Regions from separate parts of the Muntiacus reevesi genome. Here region 1 is linked to region 2. A link is a contact called in public Hi-C data. All regions are on one chromosome and are shown on one strand. Each heading gives the region's core, a stretch centred on a gene start, on an enhancer-like site or on the middle of the called end of the contact. The rest is flanking DNA. Distances are from core to core; before and after follow the strand shown. Region 1 holds the start of EXOC6 (exocyst complex component 6). Region 2 holds the start of HHEX (hematopoietically expressed homeobox).

Region 1 (4,775 bases), core at 621-3,120, 140 kb before region 2:
AAGAATCCTGGAGTGTGCTCTCATTTCCTTCTGGGGGATCATTTAGACCCAGGATCTTCCTCAACCTGAGTCTCCTGCGTCTCCTGCATTGGCAGGCATATTCTTTACCACTGTATTTACAATCAAAAAATTACAGGTATAAGTGAATCCACACAGTTCAGATCCATATTGTTCAAGAGTCAACTGTAGTTCAAATTTTTATTCTAAGTTAATTTCACCTGCTCTCAAAGATCCTGCCTAGTACATTTTCTCAAGAAGAAGCACCTCCTTCCTAATCAATACTATTTTCAAAAATGGACTATTGTAATAACTATACCACACACTATACTCTTTCAGTTTCACCATGCAGTGAGGAAAACAAAGCTTCCTTTAAATGTATTAGTTCAACTTTCATTAGCAAATGCAGTCTTATGAAAAGTGTTGTATAGAAAAATTAAGGAAATGCACTAATCATACTTATATCATAGAGGGAACTTCATGTGACAAAAATGTATCAGGTGCCTACCACATGCTTAGGCACACAGCAGTGAACAAATCGGCAAGGTCTTCAAATTCCTGGGCTTTCTAGGTGTCTAAACACGTACCCCCTCCCCTGTCTACAAATAAAGAATCGAGGTCCAGAGAAATTAAATGATTTTTGCCCATGACCGCACACTTCATCAGTGGTAAGACTAGTGTAAACCAAGAATCCAATTCTACCTACTCTAAGGGCAAGGTGGATTTACACCATAACTGGTTTCACTTTGTACTACAACCACAGATCCACATAATAATGACAAAAGCACCGTGAGTTCCAAGTTCCCTAAGTGAATAATAATTTCATTATTATCACACCGAAAAATGAAGCCTTATACTTAAAGGGCACTCATTTTTGAAGAAAGTGGCTAACATTCTAATGGATCATTAGAGTGTCTGGATTTACTAGGGCAACAGATACTCAGTCTGGAATATTCATTGTTCTTATACTATTTTTAAACGGTGGAGATTCTTTTTAAAATAAACGGGGAAATGCATGCAAAATTAAACATTCGTAAATAAATAAAAGCTTCCCAGACTCCAGAGAGGCTGGCCGGGCGAGCGCACGGTCACGATCAGTCACACCAGCGCGTTCCTGAGCGTCAGCTCCTCCCCTCCCGCCCACGCTGCCTCCTCGCCCACTCTGGCGGCGCGGGAGTAGAGAGAATGGTGCCGGCGACTCCCGCTCAATTTCAATTCTCCCACGCCCGCAGCAGCCCAGCGCGCCAGCGTTTCCACCTGCGCGCGAGTCAGCACCTCAGTCCCTCCGTCTGCCGGCACTTCACCTTCGTCCCCGGCACGCCCGAGGCGGAGCCGCCCTCAGCCCCGGAACGTCGCGCGAGCCGGGAAGCCCCAGGCGCGTTCTCGAGACCCCAGGCCCGGACTGGGGCAGGGCGGGGCGTCGAAAACGGGGCGGTGCCTCGACTCCCGGGGTCACAGGCACCGTGGCAGCCACACCCTCCAGCTGCGCAGTGACAGCTCCCGCGGCTGAGGCGGGCCGCGCGGACAGGTGCAGTCGCCCGAGACGCCCCGCCCCGGTCCCGGCTCAGGTCCCGGCCCGCTGCGCCTCGGCCCCCGCCCGGCCGCCCGCCTCCTCGCGCACCACCTGTCGGGCCGCTTCGCGCGCGGCCGACGGCGGAAGACCCGCCCGCTTCCTGACCAGCGGCCGGAGGGGGCAGCCAGAGATCCCGAGAGGATGAGAGCTTTACCGGAGGGTGGGCCCCACGCAGGCGGTGTCTGTGCTCTGGATCTCCTGCAAGATCCGCTCGTGCTCTGGGATGGTGCCCGGACCTTCGCCGCTCTCCGCCATCTTGGCTGGAAGCTGAGGAGCCGGCGAGGCGCGGCGCCGCGCGGACCGCGGGGGCGAGCAACCTGTGCCGCGAGCGCGAGGAGGCGGGGGGAAATGGGCGGGGCGAGCGGGGAAAGGGGCGGGGCGGACGGCACTGGGGCGCGTGGAAGGCCGCGCACGGGCGCGCGACCGGGTCACTGCCCCCACCCCTACAGGAGGCCCAGGTGCTGCCGGCCGCTGTGCGGAGTGGAAACCTGTCACCTCCAACTCTCGCCCGGCACTGGCCCCTAGTTACTGTCTAGTAATTGACCCTGATTTAAACGCATAGATCCCTGTATTCTGTGTGCAGACCCTGTACTAGCGCTTGGGATTCTTTCGTAATGAGGGATGTCGACAATAAAGGCTACGGGAATGTTTAACGAGGAGGCATGGGTGGTGGAGAGTCAGAGAAAGGAAAACTCAAGAAAAGCAAAATGATGTGTGGGAATAAGATTTAGGAATGAACCAAGAAGAACCCAGCTGGCGAAAAAGGACGACCGCTCTGAGTGGATTCCTGTTCCTGCCTGCGGGAAGTTCACAGAGGCCAGTCTACTTGGAAATAAATTATAAGCGCCAGAAACAGTAAATGACGTAAAACGAAGACATTTTATAGCAAAGATACAAGAGAGACCCAGTGCAGTGTGTGATTTCATGCCAAAGTCCTTGAACCCAAGTGCCCCCAAGTTGCTGTGGCTGGGATGAGGTGGGGAAGCCCTTGAGAGAAGTGGGCTTCAGAGAGATGGGAAGGACAAGCAGGTGCTTGGAAGAGTCTTGTTTATGAGACTGCTGAGTAAACCAGTTTGTCGTGATCAAATCAGCGACTGAGGAAGATAAATCAGAAAGAGAGTACATAACCTAGCCCTGAGAGACGACTATTTTCTGGTCTCCATTAATCCATGGCCCAGCATGTCTCTTTGAGTCAACCAAGCTCTTTGTAATACAGCTGTGTAACTCACTCCAGTGAGCTTTTTCTTGAAGCTTTTACTACTTCCATCCTTCTCCCACAAAAATCCCGCCTAACAGTTAAAAGCATGACTTCTGAAGACGGGTGTGCTCAATTTAATCCCCTAGTCTTTCACTCGACAGCTGGGTGACATTGTGTCAGAACCTAGTCCCTTTATAGTTAAGTTTCTCCATCTGAAAATGACCATGGTAGTGTCTACCTCATTTTGCTGTCCTATGTTGTGTTAGCTTTCTATGACTGCTGTAACAAATTATCACAAACTTAGCTTAAAACAATTCAAATTTATTGTAGTTCTGAAAGCTAGAAGTCCAATACAGGTCTCACTGGGCTAAAAATAAGGTGTCACCACAACAGTGTTCTTTCCAGAGGCACTAGGGGAAAATTTATTTCCTTATGTATTTCAGCTTCCAGGGGCCACCCACATTCTTTGGCTTAAGGCCCCCTTCCTCAGTCTTTCCAGTCAGAAATTTTGCATCTCTCTGACCATTTTTCTGTAGTCGTATTTCCCTCTGACTCTGACCTAGGCCAGAAAAGATTTTCTGCTTTTAAGGACCCATGGCATTAGGTTTGACACAACTATAATTCTGGAGAATCTTCTAGCTCAAGGTCTTAACATTAGTCATACCTGCAATATCCCTTTTGTCATGTAAGGTAATATATTTACAGATTCTAAGGATTAGATTGAGGACATTTAGGGGAAACCGTTATTCTACCTACCTCTTAGCAAGGTCCCAGTAAACTTTACTAACATATAAAAATGTCCTTCTTCCTATTAATCTGAAATTTCTGTCCTCCTCGGAAATTTCAACTCAAATTTAATCTCCTTCATAAAGATTTCCCTAAGGAATAAGGTGGCTCAGGGGTAAAGAATCCACCTGTCAATACAGGAGATGCAAGTTCGATCCCTGGTTCAGGAAGATCCCCTGGAAACGGAAATGGCTACCCACTCCAGTGTTCTTGCCTAGAGAATTCCATGGACAGAGGAGCCTGGCAGGCTATAGTCCATGGGGTCACAAAAGAGCCAGATACAACCTAGCTACTAAGTGCCAGGAGCCAACACACGAGACCCTACCCATGACAAGGTCATGAGGGAGAAAACCTGACAGGCAAGGCAGATCAGGTTTTCAGGGGTTTCGAAAAGCTGCCCCCCTGGCGCTCACCTTAAAGATGATATCTGCCTTTCTGATGCCTGCCTCAATAGACTATGCCCTAATTTCTGTGACACAGGCAGAAGGCCTTCCCCAATCTCTTCCCAAATAAGAATCAGTTTAGAACTTTAATCAATAAGTTTCCCAGGTGGTGGTATTTTATGAGATTATCCAGGGTGAAAGGAGTGTTTTAATTTAAACTCCTATGCTGGTAGTTTGTTAGCCAAATGCATTTTTGCCCTTGGTACTAATATGCATGATTGCTTATAATACCCTAATCATAAAATAACATAAAGAACCTGATCATATAAAGGCCCTAACAGACATAGAGCCCTTCGGGGGGTGAGGAAGCCCTATTAGAAAACAAAAGAAAAATTATTCTAAAATTAGCTATTGGGTTAACATTTGCTTGCTGTGTTTTGCTTGCTGTGTTTTTGCTTTTAATGTGCTAAGGTTGTGTTATAGAAACCATTGTTAATATAGTTAAAGATCTAGAGAAATAAGAGCTTAGCCCTGGTGTGGTAAGCCAGGAGCGCTAGGCAGAGGCTGCCTCACCAAAGTCACAGAGTCAGTCTGGGGTAAACTTCTTAGATAAACGCAACTGACAACTTCTGCAGAAGGATTAATTTTTATGTTAACAAGGTTATACTTCTACTCTGTACTGTTGCCCTGTGAGACTGCTACCTTTCAGTTAAGGTCACCATAGAAACAGAAAATAGGTTTACATTCAACTGACTTGCATAAAATGTTAATAGACCCCAAAGCCAGAAGATAATGTACAAGACCCTCATAAACAAAGAAGTATGCAGAAAACACCCTG
Region 2 (4,860 bases), core at 1,430-3,929:
TCCAGCTCGATGGTCTGGTCGTTGGAGAACCTCACCTGGCCGCCTTTCCTTTTATGCAGAGGCCTCTGCAGGAAAGGGCTCCAGAGCAGGGGTTTGCCTGCGGGCCAGAGCATCTGGGTTAGAGGCGGCCCTGAAGCAGCCCGGCCCACCCGCAGACCGGCCCGCACTGGGGGTGACAAAGAAGGGGAACGGAGGCTTCAGAGCATTCAATCAGACACATTCACATACACCCGTTGAGACCCGGACCCAACAGGCTCCCACCAATACACATCACACCCCAGGAACATCCAAAGTCACACACCTACACTGCATATGCACGAAGATCACGTTCATATGCCCACACACCCAGAGCTAGATACAATCATTTTGATCCCCCAAAGAACATCGACTACAGGCTGAGCTTAAAAGACCATAACCTCTTTAACCAGTCGCTCTCAATGTATACACAACTAACTTTTTCAGCCTAGAGGACCTGCAGAGGGGTCCTCTCCCTTGGTGAACCACACTTTCCAAAGACCCGTGTGTGCGTGACGTTGGGGGGAGAGGGTCTGTCACACTGGCCAAAGCGTCGCTGCCAGGGGCCGGCGGCCTCGCCACCAGGGAAGCCCTCTGGCTCAGGCGGTGGGTGTCAGTGAAGCTTCCAATCCTGGCCGGAGGGCCGCAGGGCCCCCTCTGATTTCACACCCGGCCGGCGGGGGCGGCCAGTTAAAGCCACCCCGTGGGCTATGGCAACATTTCCGCCAATGTGTTTCCTGTTGGTCTATCTCGAAAAACCCTTTGCTTCCTCCTGCGTAGTCCCGAGGAAACCCAGGGCGCGCTCTGTGAAAACGTTTGCCCCCAGGCTCGCCGGGCCGAGGGTCTCCCTCCGGCCCCAGCAGGCGAACAGAGCCACAACGGGCCTGCAGCATCAGACCTTCGAGGATGGAATAAAAAACACAGTAACTTAAAACAAAACACACACACACACACACACACAAATATAATTCCCCCGAAAGTCTCTAGAGCAATGAGAAAGGAAGGTGGAGAACTGAAAGAGGGGCCACACCATAATACTGATGACACTAAAAAGTTAATTAATTAAAATGTCAGTTATCTCCAGGGTGCCTACATAGGCTGCCAATAGCATAGAGTAGACTTAAAAGCCTGGTGGGCCAAGGCAAGGAGTCGCGTTTTCTGCACCGGAGGCTTCAGAAGCCCGGAGGCCCCAAGGGCCACGGGGCGCGGATCACAGGTGGCTCATTTCTTAGGCCGCGCACTGGGGACAAGTCCCGCAAACTTCGTTCGGCCAACGTGTCCGCGCTGCCCTCCCTACTCCAAAGACGGGTGGGTCAGTCAGTCCGTCTGTCCGTCGGTCTGCAGGTCTGCGCTAAACGCTTTGAAAGCGGGCAATTTTTTTTTTTTTTTGCGAGATTTTGCTTACGTCAGGATTCAGACTGGTGCAAAACAGCCTCAAAAAAAAAAAAAAAAAGGAAGCAACTGGTTATTTTAGCTGCCATAAAGTCACATCCCACACAGAGGAAATGAACAATATCAGAAAAACGGATCCCGGCTATCAGAAGTCGAGTGTTTCCTGAATTTGTCTGTATTGAGGATGTCGATAAAATAATCAGCAGCGTGCACTACTCCGGGGGAAGGGTCTGCTTCATGCAGCCAGGAAAACACTTAACAGCTTCTGAAACCAGATTTACTCCTATCGAGAACTCAAGATTTCCTGTATGAACGGAAAGGGTCAGGCTCTTTCACTGCACAAGCTTGTTGAACCAGGTCCAGTCCCGTAACCACCCGGAGCCCGACAGCTATCCCTGCCCCTCAGGGGCGGCCCGGGACACTTTGGTACTGCCTTCCCGGTCCCTCCAACTAAGGGAGCCTCCCAACCCCCGGGAGACAAGCGCCCCCAGTGCTCCTTTGGCCGCCGGCCCCCGCGGCAGCGCCGGCGGTCTGGCCCTGGCCCGCGCGCCCCGACGCCTGCAAGGTGCAGGAAAGCTAATCTGAGTCATGGTGCGGTCAGTCTGGGCTGCGCGCCGCCGGGGCCCGCGCCTCCGGTCCCTCGCGCGCGCCCGGCAGCCGCTTTTCAATCGCTTTTACCTCAACTTTCTATTGCCTCCCCCTCCGCCCCCGCCGCCTCCAGGGCGCTGCCACCTGCCGGGTGGCGCCTTCCTCACCGCCGTCCCGGCTCGGCCCCGCCATGACCCCGGCCGCCTTACCCAGGGGGTCGTGGCGGAGCAGGGCGTGCGTGTAGTCGTTCACCGACCGCGGGAAGGGGTACAGAGGGCCCCCGAAGCCGCCGGGTCCGTAGGCGGCGGCCAGCGCGGCGGCGGAGTGGTGCGAGAAGGCGGGGTGGATCGGCGTGGGCTCGTACACCGGGGCCCGGTAGGAGGACACGAGGCTGGTGAAGGAGGAGTTGGGGGACGGCAGCGTGGGCGTGGGGGTGGGCGCGGCGGGCCCGCGACCCAGGATGTCCTCGATGTAGAACGGCGTCGGGTGCGCTGGCTGCAGCAGCGGCGTGGGCGCGTACAGAGGCACCCCCACGGCGCCCGCCGCCGTCGCCGGCCCGGGGTGCGGGTACTGCATGGCTGCGCCGCGCTCCGGCCCCTCGGAGAGCTGCCGGCCCGCGCCGCGGCGCTACATTTATCCGCGCTCCGCGCTCCCGGCGATAGGCTCCGCCGGCCGCGGGGTGGGGCCGCGCTCTCTGGCCCCTTCCTGCCGCCGGGCCCTGCGGCCAATGGCGCGGAGCCCCGGGAGCCGCCTCCCGCCCCCACCCTTGGCCCGCCCCCGCCGGCCGAGCTCTCCGCCCCCGGGACGCGCTCGCCTGCTCGCCGCCTCTGCGCACCCGGCGCCCCGGTGTCCAGCTGCCGCAGATGCTCGGGGCTCCACGCACCCTGGCCCGGGACGCCCTCGTCGGAAGCCCAGGGCCGCGTCCGTCGAGGGAGGCGCGAGGCCAGCAGCTGCCTGCAAGGCGGACTCAAGCGGCCCTAGCTTCGGCAGGGAAGCATCTCCGCCGAAGCTCGAGGGCACTGGCCTAGGCACCGGTCCGCGGTGGCGGCAGCCGGCCCGAGCAAGGGGCTGCTGGACTCGGGCCCAGCAGGCGTGGAGGCCACTGGTCCGGGCCGCGCCTTCGCCGGCCTGAAAGCACCCTCCCTTGTCGGCGCACTCCCTGGAGTAACGGTAGCACTGGCTGTGGCCCCGGGCGTCTTTGGAGTGCTCGTAGCGGGAGAGTGCCCTGGGTTCCTGGGGGAGCTCCAGAGAGAGAGAGAACCACGGCCCTTGCCTGCGTCCCTGTGGGTAAGGACGAGTAGACTTCAGGTGCTCCGGACTCAGGCCTCTCTAGCCCGTGTCATTCGGGGGCCCCGGGGACTCAACAGCTTCCCCGGGGACGCTGGTAGAAGTCTCTTCGGGTAGGAATCAAGGGAAGGCCGGGGTCCTACGGCGCCTGGCAGGAGCTGTGCTGTCTTCTCTGACCCCGTGCGGGCTGCTCCATGTCCGCTGTCCCCGGGTCCTGGGGGTCGCAGCTGCGCGCAGTCCCGCTTTCCCGTTTTGCACGTGTTTTCTATTGAAGCGGCGACGCTACCCGGTGTGGCCTCGGCTCTGCGCAGCTCCACTCGCCTGCGGGGCAAGGGGGCATTTTCTTGATTGACGCCCTCCCGCGGTTGTCACACCTCGCGGTGAGCGGTTTCTGCTAAGGTCCTCCGTCAGTCGTGGAATTGGAAAAAAAAAAAAAAAAAAAAAAAACTTCCCGGCTTTTTCTATTAAGAGTTTTTATTTACATCTTGGGATTATTTCTCCAACTGCAGCGGGACAGCACTAGGAGAGTGGGCTGGAAGCCGGATGGCTTGAGTTCGAGTTTGAGTCCAACTTTTGTGAGCAACTGCTGTGTGCCAGCAATGAACAGCACAGATGTGGTTCCAGTCCTCGCAGTGGCAGGAAACAAATTTTAACACATTGACTTATGTCTGCGCTAGGAGGGAGAAGTGGAGAAGTGCGCGATGACCCGCAAGCTTGTAAGAGGACATCTCCTCCTCGGGGGAGGGAGATGAATTACGGAAGGGAAAGGGTTCCCCAAGGAAGTGATGTTTGAAAAGTGAGTAGGTGTCAAGGAACCTGGAGAGGAACTAACATTTCAAGTCCAGAGAATATAGCATTTGAGTGTCCTCAGGACAGCTTTTCAAGTCACCTTTCCTGAGTTTTTCTTATCTGAAACATTTAGCATATAGCCTAAAGGTTTCTAATCTTTTGGGATCCTAGGCATCTTTCAAAATCTGATGACAGACAGGAGCTACAAGATGATAAAGTGATAATACAAAGTGATAATATGCTATCATTTCAGTTAAAACGTTGACAGAAGGTAAGAATATTTATCTACACCTTTGCTCTATTATGGAAACTGTCTCTAGAAGGATACACAAAAACCTAGTAACATTGGCTGTCTATGAAGAGAAAGGTAGGGTTGGAGGGAGAATGTATTGTACGCTTTGTGACAGTTTGGAATTGGAGAATTGAACCCTGTAGATGTATATAAGTAGGTCCTTGAAGGAGTGGCTGATTCTAGGTTGGGGCAGGAAAATACAAGGTGAGCTCCAGGCATCTTGTACCAAAAACCACAGAAAGAAAACAGGAACCAGCTTAAAGGGTCTTCCATTGGCCAGACTTGGGGTCATTTAAGCATCAAAACTATAGATGGATTAAAAGAGTTTATAGTATCACTGCCTATAGTGATACTCAAAGAGAGACAGAAAGGGATGATAGATGGTAAAACTGGAAGAATGCTAGCTAACAAGTGATAAAAATCAGAAAATGTAATAATTCGTTCAACAATCACTGGACACCAAAACCATCAAGGGAAACATTGTTAAGGATGAGGAT

The links. Hi-C and Micro-C count contacts between places; a contact is called where the count stands out from the background.
Region 1: a Hi-C map of muscle shows a contact between it and region 2, with 4 times the contacts expected there. The contact joins the promoter of EXOC6 here to the promoter of HHEX in region 2. A contact is called at or near these places in 2 of 3 Hi-C or Micro-C datasets (blood and muscle).

Annotation. Positions count from the first base shown.
Region 1 is chr2:136,836,847-136,841,621 of mMunRee1.1, reverse strand. EXOC6 (exocyst complex component 6) reads right to left here and starts at 1,870. Exons shown (of 22, transcript XM_065922922.1): 1 at 1,725-1,870. The coding sequence starts at 1,825.
Region 2 is chr2:136,696,700-136,701,559 of mMunRee1.1, reverse strand. It overlaps HHEX (hematopoietically expressed homeobox), which reads right to left and starts at 2,679. Exons shown (of 4, transcript XM_065920007.1): 1 at 2,205-2,679; 2 at 1-97. The coding sequence starts at 2,571.